2 separate regions of the Mus musculus genome follow, and region 2 is linked to region 1. A link is a contact called in public Hi-C data. All regions are on one chromosome and are shown on one strand. The core of a region is the stretch at or near the end of the contact, and the rest is flanking DNA. Distances in the headings are between cores, read along the strand shown. Region 1 has its middle 62 kb from the start of Gm33429. Region 2 has its middle 65 kb from the start of Gm38791.

Region 1 (4,904 bases), core at 2,085-4,584:
GCTATCAAGTTTCTCTATTCCAATCTTAATTGCTGATCACTACTGTCTACGTCAGGGTTTCTATTCCTACACCAACATCATGACCGAGAAGCAAGTTGGGGAGGAAAGGGTTTATTCAGCTTACACTTCCATACTGCTGTTCATCACCAAGGGAAGTCAGGACTGGAACTCAAGCAGGTCAGGAAGCAGGAGCTGATGCAGAAGCCATGGAGGGATGCTTGCTTCCCCTGGCCTGCTCAACTTGCTTTCTTATGGAACCCAGGACTACCAGTCCAGAGATGGCACCACCCACAATGGGCCTTCCCACCCTTGATCACTTACTGAGAAAATGCCTTACAGCTGGATCTCATGGAGGCATTTCCTCAAGGGAGGCTACTTTCTCTGTGATAACTCCAGCTTGTGTCAAGTTGACACACAAAACCAGCCGTACAATTACCCTCAAGTCTCCCTCTTCCCTCTCTTTAACACACAAACTTGAACACACACACACACACATACACACACACACACACACACACACACACACACACACACACACACACACGAGCATGCACTACAGAATGGCTTCAAAAGGGCTAAAGAGGCCATAGCATAGTTCAAGGATTTTCAAGAAAGCTGAAGAGGGGCAGGGTTGAGAACCTGATAAATATGTCTAAACAGTTTCTGTGGTGGGGAAAAAGATAACAAACCAAGGCTGGCTGAAGGTTTGTTGGACTCCTGCTGCTGTAGAATCAGGCTGCCCAGTCAAGTTGAACCATAAAAGCAAGGTGTGGGACCATGGAAAATGTAGAGGAAAAGAGAAAGATGGAGTCCAGATGAATAGGCAGTGGCTGGCTGGAAGGTCAAATAGGTGGAATCGGCCATGGGGACAAAGGGGAGCTGAGACTCCTGGGATAGTCAGGAGTCTGTGCTTTGACACACACATCAGGTGGTCAGTGACAGGTTAGCAGGCTGCTGCCATCATAAGGTTAGCTGCTCTCCTCTTTGGCAATCCAGGTGAGGGTCTGCATCCTTTCCTTAGTCTGATGTGTGTGATAAGTTCTTGGACCTAGTTTTTTCTGGCATAAATTTTAATATTTCCCTGTGCTCCCACAGTCCCATATACCATAGGCAATTTATAGAGTGGTGCCCCTTCTATCTTAAAGGATAAGTTATTTATTAGTCTGTATACTATAGGCAGTATAGGACACATGGTGGTGTTTGCATACTTGCCTCTGTATTTGCATCCAAAATGGAGGCTGTCTATCAGTTTTTACAATATCACGGAACAACTCGATCTCAGCACTCTTCTGCAGGTCTCACGTCATCTGACTTTTATTTTCATGTGATTGGAAGCCTTCCTTGTCCCACCTACTACTTTCCAAAAGCAAGAATTAGGGCTGGAGATGTGGCTCAGAGGTTAGAGCATTGCTGCTCTTCCAGAGGACTCTGTTCAAATTCTGGCATCCACATGTTGGCTCACAGTCATCTGTCGCTGCAGTTCCAAGGAATCTGACACCCTCTTCTGGCTTGCTTGGGTACCAGGCACATGTGTGGTACACGTGCGTACATGTATGTGCAGTCAAAACACACATACACAGAAAAGAAAAGAAATAAATCTTAAAAAAAAAATAAAAATAGTGATCCCTAGAGGGCTCTTCATTGCTGGAGAAAGAGGATAGGCAGTCCGGCATTTTGAGTTACACCTGGCTTCTTATCAGATACCCACGTACACACCTCGATGATCTCTATTGTTTACCTGATAAAAATAAAGCTAATACTCTCTGACATCCACAGAACTCTTATCTTCAGCTAGCTTTCCCTGTGGCCAGAGCTTTCCTTTTTGTAATGTGTCTGATCTTTGTGCTTGAAGGGTGTAGGCGAGGCTTTGGGTAGAGGTGGTACTGTGGCCGGGTGGTAGATGAAGGGGCTCAGGGAAGCTCTTCTGTCTGTCAGTGTGGAGAGCTGCTGTGTTACTCGGGTCCGCAGAGTCTCTGCTGTCTCTGTGTGTGAAATCTGACACTGTTCCCCGGGTGTGCATGAGCACTCTTTGTTCACAGCCCCTCCTCCACAGTGAAAAAAAAAAATCCTCCTAGCCCATGATATATAAATCATAAATAGACCTGTATGGTATTATAACTTGGATCTTGCCTCTGTTCCATTTGTTGTGATTTATGTCTGCTCTTCTTTTCCTCTTTATTATCTCCTTAATTGTAATCATTTTTTTTTGTTGTTGTTGTTCAGTTGCTCTGCATTTTATTTTGTTATTTCTCTTAGGAAAGTCTACTTGGCTTTAATAAGGGGAGCATCACTTAACTGAGAACAAATGAGAACATATAGCTTGAGCAGTATCTGATTTGTGAAAGAAATCTGTTGATAGAAGAGGCTCCAAGGTTTTCAGTTTGTAGTTATCATTTTTCTTGACTTGCTGGTTACACTGGGTTAATATTGTATTTAATACTGGATCACACACACACACACACACACACACACACACACACACACACGAAGAGAGAGAGAGAGAGAGAGAGAGAGAGAGAGAGAGAGAATATGACTAAGACTATCTGGAATTTTTGTTTTCCGGGGATTGTAGCTTTGAAACTGGTGACGTGAAGCGATTGCAAAGAGAGCTATAGCTATTTAGGGATGATATTTGGGCCCTGAAAACTCTACTCTGTGCTTTTCCCATGCGCAGGGTAGAATAAATTCACGAAGCTCCTTCACTGTTTCTTCTATAGAAGTGGCCACCATTCAGGGTTTCCTCCGTCCCTTTATAGATGCAAATGATCTGCTCAAATCATCTATACAAAGTGAAAAGGCCTCCTCAAATCCAATCCTTGAAGGAAATCTCCTTGAGAGTTAAATCTCAAACAAAGGAAGAATAGACCAGGGCTTATTTATCTTCTACTTGCTTTGGGGATTCCTAGGCAGATCGTACAGAAGTGAAGAAAAAAAGCTTAGGGCTATACAGTCTTTCCTCTGCTTTTCGTTTCTTCCTCCTCTGTGAAATGCAGTAGACAGGCTCGCCCAGAGGCAAGAGAGCCCAGCGGTTTCTAAACCTGAACTAGAGGGCAAAGCCTAGTAGTACTGTGAAGACCTTTGTTCTCCATTACGAGAAGATTAGAATCCAGAGGAAACTGTGTGAATGTGTGAGCGTAGGCAAATGAATAGTAATTTTTCCTTATGGGAGGCTTAGCAAGCAGGATGTAGAAGGCTTTCCTTTCGGAGATTATGAGAAATCAGACTTGAGAAGGATCTTTTCCCATATTCTGCCTCCTTTTGAGAAGAGGGCGTTTGTTATTCACAGTGCCCGAGCTAAAACAAAGATAGACTTGGGCTCCCCTAGTGGCCTCCCCTGACCTTTGCTCTTGAGAAATCCTCCCTTCCCCCATCAAAGGCAGCTAGCCTGCCAAGCACCAGTATTCTACAAAACCTCTCTTACCTTGTAAAAATGTATGTGTGAAGGGATTCAAACTCTACCTGGTAAAACTTTTGTTTATGCACAAGACCTGCTAAATCCCTGGAACGGATGGATTGGACAGTAGCCCGTCCCTCTCTTCTTTCCTTTGCTTCCTTCCTGCAGCTTTCCAAATTAGCCAATCAGAACTAGTCTGCGAGGTTGACCGCCCAATCGAAGAGAAATAACCAACTGTCGCTGCCGCCTTTCTCTAGGGATGACCATCAGGCTCCCGTGCTGGCCCTGTTCGGGATGTGATGCACTCTCTTTGCAAAAGGAAATCGCCTTGGAGTTACTTCCTCACTATTCATGTGATCCTTCCTGCAACATTGAGATTATTCTTTTCCAACACTCAGTCTTTCAGACTTTTAAAGTCAGATGAGGAGCCTTCTGGTCAGCGATGATGGAAATAGTGGTGTTCCTCCAGTTAGAGTGGAGAAAGAGAAGAGAAAAACTCTAAGAAACTGCCACGAGCAAATGAAGGAATTTGTGTACTGGGGTTGTCGTTATACTCATGATAAAATACTTCAGTAGACACATTTATGTCCTTAGGTCAGAGGACAGTTCTGTGCACTCAGTTCTTTCTTCTCTTTAAGTAAATTGCTGGCCTAAAAATGTTATTAAAAGCAACAATGGAGCAAAAAAGACTGGAAACAAATAAACATTTTGGAGAATATCATTCCCCAAATTGAGAAACAACGGAGGTTTTGCTTGTGAATCACTGGATATATCTATCCACGATCTTGCTCAGTATCATAACAATTTGCACATGCTTATATAATTTGAGCATGTTTTCATGTTACTGAGCATGCTTTTTCTAGAACCGATAATGCGACTGATAATATCGCCTCAGAACGGCTGGCATCCTGGTCGAGGATTACCAAACTCAATTTCTTCTTCCCTTCCTCTCCTTCCTCCTTTTCTGCTTATGCAGAAGATTAAAGCAAGGTGAAGGGGCCTGGGGCTGGGACAGGGGTGGGACCTGGTGCTGGGGCTGGGACAGGGTGGATCAGGGCCGGAACTAGGGGTCGGGGGTAGGACTTATAAAATACTAACATGTGTGAAAAACACATGATTATTAAATCAGCTTTGTCAATGAATTATATACAAATATACCATGGTCCTCCTACTAGATTTTTTTTTAATGGAGTAATAGGAAATTGAGTTTTGCATCATATCATGTGTGACATTTCTCTCTTCCCACATGCTTATGTAATGCTAGCATTCCTCAAGGATCCCAGATAAGAACAGTTTCATCAGGAATCTCTTATTTACAGATTTCTTTGCAAAAGATTTTCTTTCTACTCTTTCCTTTTGTAAGCGTTTGACAACCTAGTTAGCAATCGTCATGAATTAAAACAGTTCAGATCAGAAAGCTCATGACTTGAAACAAGATGCTCTAGGGCTTACATCTGTAACCTGACATGTGGGAAAGAATGAACTTGCCCTCATAGATAAACACGTGACA
Region 2 (4,824 bases), core at 840-3,339, 190 kb before region 1:
ATCTTTGGTAAACCTTTGCTTTTTGGTAAACCCCTCCCCATGCCTATGACATCTTTGGGTCACCATTGGGTATGTACTTTGGATTTGTTGATATTTTCTCTCTCTCTGTCTCTCTCTCTCTCTGTGTGTCTCTCTCTCTGTCTGTCTCTCTCTCTGTCTCTCTGTCTCTGTCTCTCTCTGTCTCTGTCTCTGTCTCTGTCTCTCTCTCACACACACACACACACACACACACACACACACACACACACACACACACACACACACACAAAACCATAACAAAACAGTAGCCGTAGCAGGAAGAACCTTTGCTAGAATGGAAGTCAGTAGTCTGGTCTTCACTCCAGAACAGAACCCTCCCTCTCTGCTTCTCTGTTTTTTTCTATAATTATTATTATTATTTTTTTAATGCTGACAATACATATGAACCCTATACCTGGAAAAAATATTGGTAACTAGTGCATGAAAACAATTTGCAATTTGAAAAGATTTTGCTAGGCAGATCAGCTGGCTTAGTGATTAGCCTGTTTGCTGTACAGACCTGAGAGGGATTCTGGAATCCACATGAAGGTGGAAGGAGAGAATCAACTCCATAAAGATGTCTTACCTCTACATATGCACTGTGATATCCATGTATCTACCCCATTGTCTTAGTTAGGGTTTTACTGCTGTGAACAGACACCATGGACCAAGGCAACTCTTAAAGGAACAACATTTTAATGGGGCTGGCTTACAGATTCAGAGATTCAGTCTGTTATCATCATGGTGGGAGCATGGCAGTGTTCAGGTAGACATGGTGTTGGAGGAGCTGAGAGTTTTACATCTTCATCTGAAGGCTTCTAGTGGAAGACAGCTTTCCAGGAAGCTATGATGAGGGTCTTAAAACCCATATCCACAGTGGCACACCTACTCCAACAAGGTCACACCTATGCCAACAAGGCCCCACCCCAAATAGTGCCACTCCCTGGACCAAGCATATTTAAACTATGACACTTATAATAAGTATAATTTTAATTTAAAAAAATAAGTAAAAGAATATGCTAGATCAATGCTAGCTGTATTTGGTCTAGACTGGGGGTTTGTAAACTTTCTGAGTTGTCCATCATCTTGCTGAGATGGAATCTTGGAAAGGCCGACAGGCTGAGCAGAAACCAAAACGGAAGAACATTTCAGCAAAGATGGAGTGGTTAGTGATGGACAGAAAGGTGGGACTGAAAGGGTCTGTTAGATTTAATTTAGGGAGGTTGCCATGATGGTAGCAGCAGGGTCAGTGCAGAGGTGGGGGGCTACAGACAGGGTTTATGATTTGGAGCATCCAGTGAGACTACGGCACTTTTAGGTTAAAAGGTATTTCATTTCTTGTTCTTTTGAGCCAAGAGACCCCAAACTAGAAACACAGAGGCTGGCTTTCATAGAACAGAATGGATAAAGAGAAAGGGTAAACTCAGTATTAGGGGTGGCCAGTGTGAAAGTATTAGGAGAAAGAGTGATGGTTTCCACCTGAAATCCCAATACTTGGGAGGTTGCTGTAGAACAGTTAGGAGTGCAGAGTCATCTTAGGCTACATAGTGGGTTTGAGTATAGCCTGGGGTACATGTCTTCAAAAAAAAAAAAAAACCTACAAAATTAAGGCACCACACTCAGCAGATCTATTATTTGTCAAGGAATTAAGATATGACTGCTGCCAAGGATTGGGACTGATATTCTAATGAAAGACCTGAAGCTGCTTTTGGCCCCCTTTGCTCTTTTGCAATCTTCCAGTTAAAAGCTAGACATGAGCAGTGGGTCTAGAAGAAGGGAGTCTTACACACAGCCTAAATCTTGCTCCTAGGTATGCAGCTTGACAGATTATTAGGGGGGTGAGTAAGAGGGGAGGGAGAGGGAGAGGGATCTGGGAGAGCAGTGTGTGCTCTAAACTATGAGCTATCTCTCCAGCCCTTCTTAACAGACTTTTGAACCTTGACCTCAACTTTTGGGGTAATCAAGCTTCAATTTTTGCTGGTTTTGTTTAGTTTAGTTTTGTTTTAACAGGTGGCCCTGAGCCTAATCTTTAGAACCTTGAACATTCCACAAAGGAGTGAGATGTGAGGCCACCAGGAGAACCTCAGCCCTGTCATATCTTTATCTTCTGAAGGACAGAGTACCACTCTGTGGCTCAGTGTCCTTGAGGCAGCAGATAGGTCCTCACTACATAAAAAATGAAGTCTCCAGGGTATTTTCCCAAGCAGTCATTATGGAAGAGTCTGAGTCCTCAGAGAACCTTGACTTCTTTATAACATCCTTCACATTGTGACTTTGCTACCTGCCCCCAGCCTGCTTTGTGGGTTTTACCAGAACATCATGGGAAGAAATATCCTAAAATGAAGAGCTCTCTACTGTGAGTTGGGAGAAAAAGGGTTATCTTATCTCCAAAAGACGTTACCCACTTCATAAGTATTCATAAGATCTTTAAAACCCACAAGGCAGAACCCACCAGCTGCTACTAGCCTTTGGTATTGCCCACTCTGACCTCTCCTTAGAGTTTTTGAATTAAATAATCTTCTGCTTAAGCTGTCTGCGCCTCTGGGTTCAATTCCCTTCAAGAAGACAAGGGTTGTGAGATTACTCTAACAAGATCACAGCAGTCCCTCCTTGTGCAGGATGAAGAGAAATGGTGGGGTCTTGTAGAGAGCAACTCTTCCGACCAATCTACTGGTACCTTGTTTTCGGACTTCCATACTCCAGGACTTGGAAAAAATAAATTTCTTTGTTATTTTATTTTTTGTTTTTGTTTTGTTTTGTTTTGTTTTTTTTTTTTTTGAGACAGGGTTTCTCTGTGTAGCCTTGGCTGTCCTGGAACTCACTTTGTAGACCAGGCTGGCCTTGAACTCAGAAATCTGCCTGCCTCTGCCTCCAGAGTGCTGGGATTAAAGGCTTGCGCCACCATGCCCGGATTTCTTTGTTATTTTTAAATAGTAACTAGGCTCAGTTATTTTGTCATAGCAACAGAAAACTTCTTAAGGAAATGGACTGGTATGGTAGTTGAAAGGACCCCATTTGACTCCATTTAAGGACCAGTCCTGTTTTTTTGGGGGGTGGGGTGGGGGGTGGGGGTGGGGAAGACTGTAAGGCACCAGCTCCAAGAACAGACCATAAAATCCAGAACAAAATCACAAAACCCTCTTCCAATGAACAGCCTAGGGATAACCACAAAAATGGGGAAATATCTTATTTCAGAATGGGCCACCTGTGCTGGGCAGCCCTATCTCATCCTATGGTTAAATGTTTATGACATAGGAGTGCAAACCACTGACCACCTATGACCCCTTAGCACCTACCAATGAAATTTTAGATTACCCAATCCTTTTAGAGAGCTCTCCCGGTTCCCTATAAGAAGGCCTGCATGCCTTTCCTGGGGTGGGTCACCATTTCGGAGAATGGTTGACCCCTGCATACTGGTTGTTTCTGCAGAATAAACACCTTTTGTCTTTGCATACTATCTGAGTCTAGGGTCTTCCTTCAGTGATTTTCAGACTCTTACGTAATTAGAAGCAGTATCTAGAAAAATTTTCTGTATTGACTTGTTCTACAGATAAGCCTACCTGGAAAAAATAAACCACCGGAAAAGGCAGGAAGGCCTGAGTATGCACAAGGTTCTGGGTTTGATCCCTGTCACTGCCAGTGGGGTTAGGAGACCGAGTGACAAGAAAACTATAGAGAAAACACCCATATCTATCTTCTGAGCCCTTAAGTTGGATACAAGTTCCCAGAAGTGTGCATTCAGCAGGTTTGGTACTGGGAAGGTTGTAAGAGAATGAGCTCTGGACCAAGGCTTTGCAGGAACAGCTGGAACAGTATTAAGCTTCATCAAATTACACATCACTGTCAATGTTTGAATCTGTCCCAAACTCAGAAATGGTAAGTATAGCAAATATATTTGACTAGCTATATTCTTGGCTGTTTCCTTTGAAAAGACTTTTCCTACAGTTTTGGTCTGTTTCTATTTCTTAAATTCCTCATTTAAGTCCTTTGTCCATTGAAAAAGCATCTTCTGGGGCTGGAGAGATAACTTAGCAGTTATTGCACTCAGTTCTCTTAAGAAGATCTGAGGGCTTTGTTTCCAGCACCTACCCAGGGCCGACAACATCTTTAACTCCAGGCATGTCAGGGCACTCTGGTGGAGTCAGCTTGTGAGGCAGAAATGCCAAAAAGCTGCTCATGAGAAATGAATTTCTAGGACTCTCCTCCTGGATATTCTGGCGAAAGCCAACTCTCCAGTTTGGATCGGTTTGTCAGGCGAAAAGCCTGGAAGCTGTTTCACGAGGATAAGAGTCCAGGGAAATTTTCCTCCCAGAGTTATGGCATCTCTTTCCCTAACCCATTATAATAAAATTTCCACCACATTAATCTAGTGTATAGATTCACGTGCACTCTATTAAGCATCACCTTATAGTAAATGCCTTTTAAGATTGTATTCTAACATAGCTAAAGCCTTTTCCCAGTGTTCTTAGATTCCAGATAGCAGCAAGGAGCTTAACCCATTCAGTAACTAATAAAGCACTAGCCATTAATTCAGTGTCTGAAAATAGAGTCTAATATTCTCACCGAGATAGAAATTCGTATTATAGACTACATTCCATGCCAAGAGCAAATTTGTATACTATACTGAAAATGGATTGTCTTCAGATATAGATAAGAATTAACGAGGCCTAGAGAATTTTGGGGTCAGTGACACTACATTATTCTTGAGGCGTGTCAAGAGTTAACTACCCTGAGGCAATTAACTCTAAGTGTAAAACTCTTGCCTGGCAGAAAGTGCTAATCTCTAATGTAAACATTTATCTGGTC

The links. Hi-C and Micro-C count contacts between places; a contact is called where the count stands out from the background.
Region 2: a Hi-C map of liver shows a contact between it and region 1, with 3 times the contacts expected there. The contact joins two enhancer-like sites. A contact is called at or near these places in 1 of 39 promoter capture datasets (liver), 2 of 15 datasets of contacts at CTCF or cohesin (CD8 T cells and pro-B cells), 9 of 484 Hi-C or Micro-C datasets (adipose-derived mesenchymal stem cells, bone marrow-derived macrophages, liver and 1 more) and 12 of 115 datasets of contacts at active chromatin or transcription factors (cardiomyocytes, differentiating embryonic stem cells, embryonic basal ganglia and 5 more).

The regions. Positions count from the first base shown.
Region 1 is chr6:37,590,996-37,595,899 of GRCm38.p6, reverse strand. No RefSeq gene overlaps it. Among named protein-coding and RNA genes, the nearest start is that of Gm33429, 62 kb to the right of the region's middle. Within about 2 kb of position 3,334, at least 120 of the 459 cell types and tissues checked have an H3K27ac peak or open chromatin away from gene starts, as enhancers often do. A contact at or near this core is called in liver, where this site is marked.
Region 2 is chr6:37,777,271-37,782,094 of GRCm38.p6, reverse strand. No RefSeq gene overlaps it. Among named protein-coding and RNA genes, the nearest start is that of Gm38791, 65 kb to the right of the region's middle. Within about 2 kb of position 2,089, at least 6 of the 459 cell types and tissues checked have an H3K27ac peak or open chromatin away from gene starts, as enhancers often do. A contact at or near this core is called in liver, where this site is marked.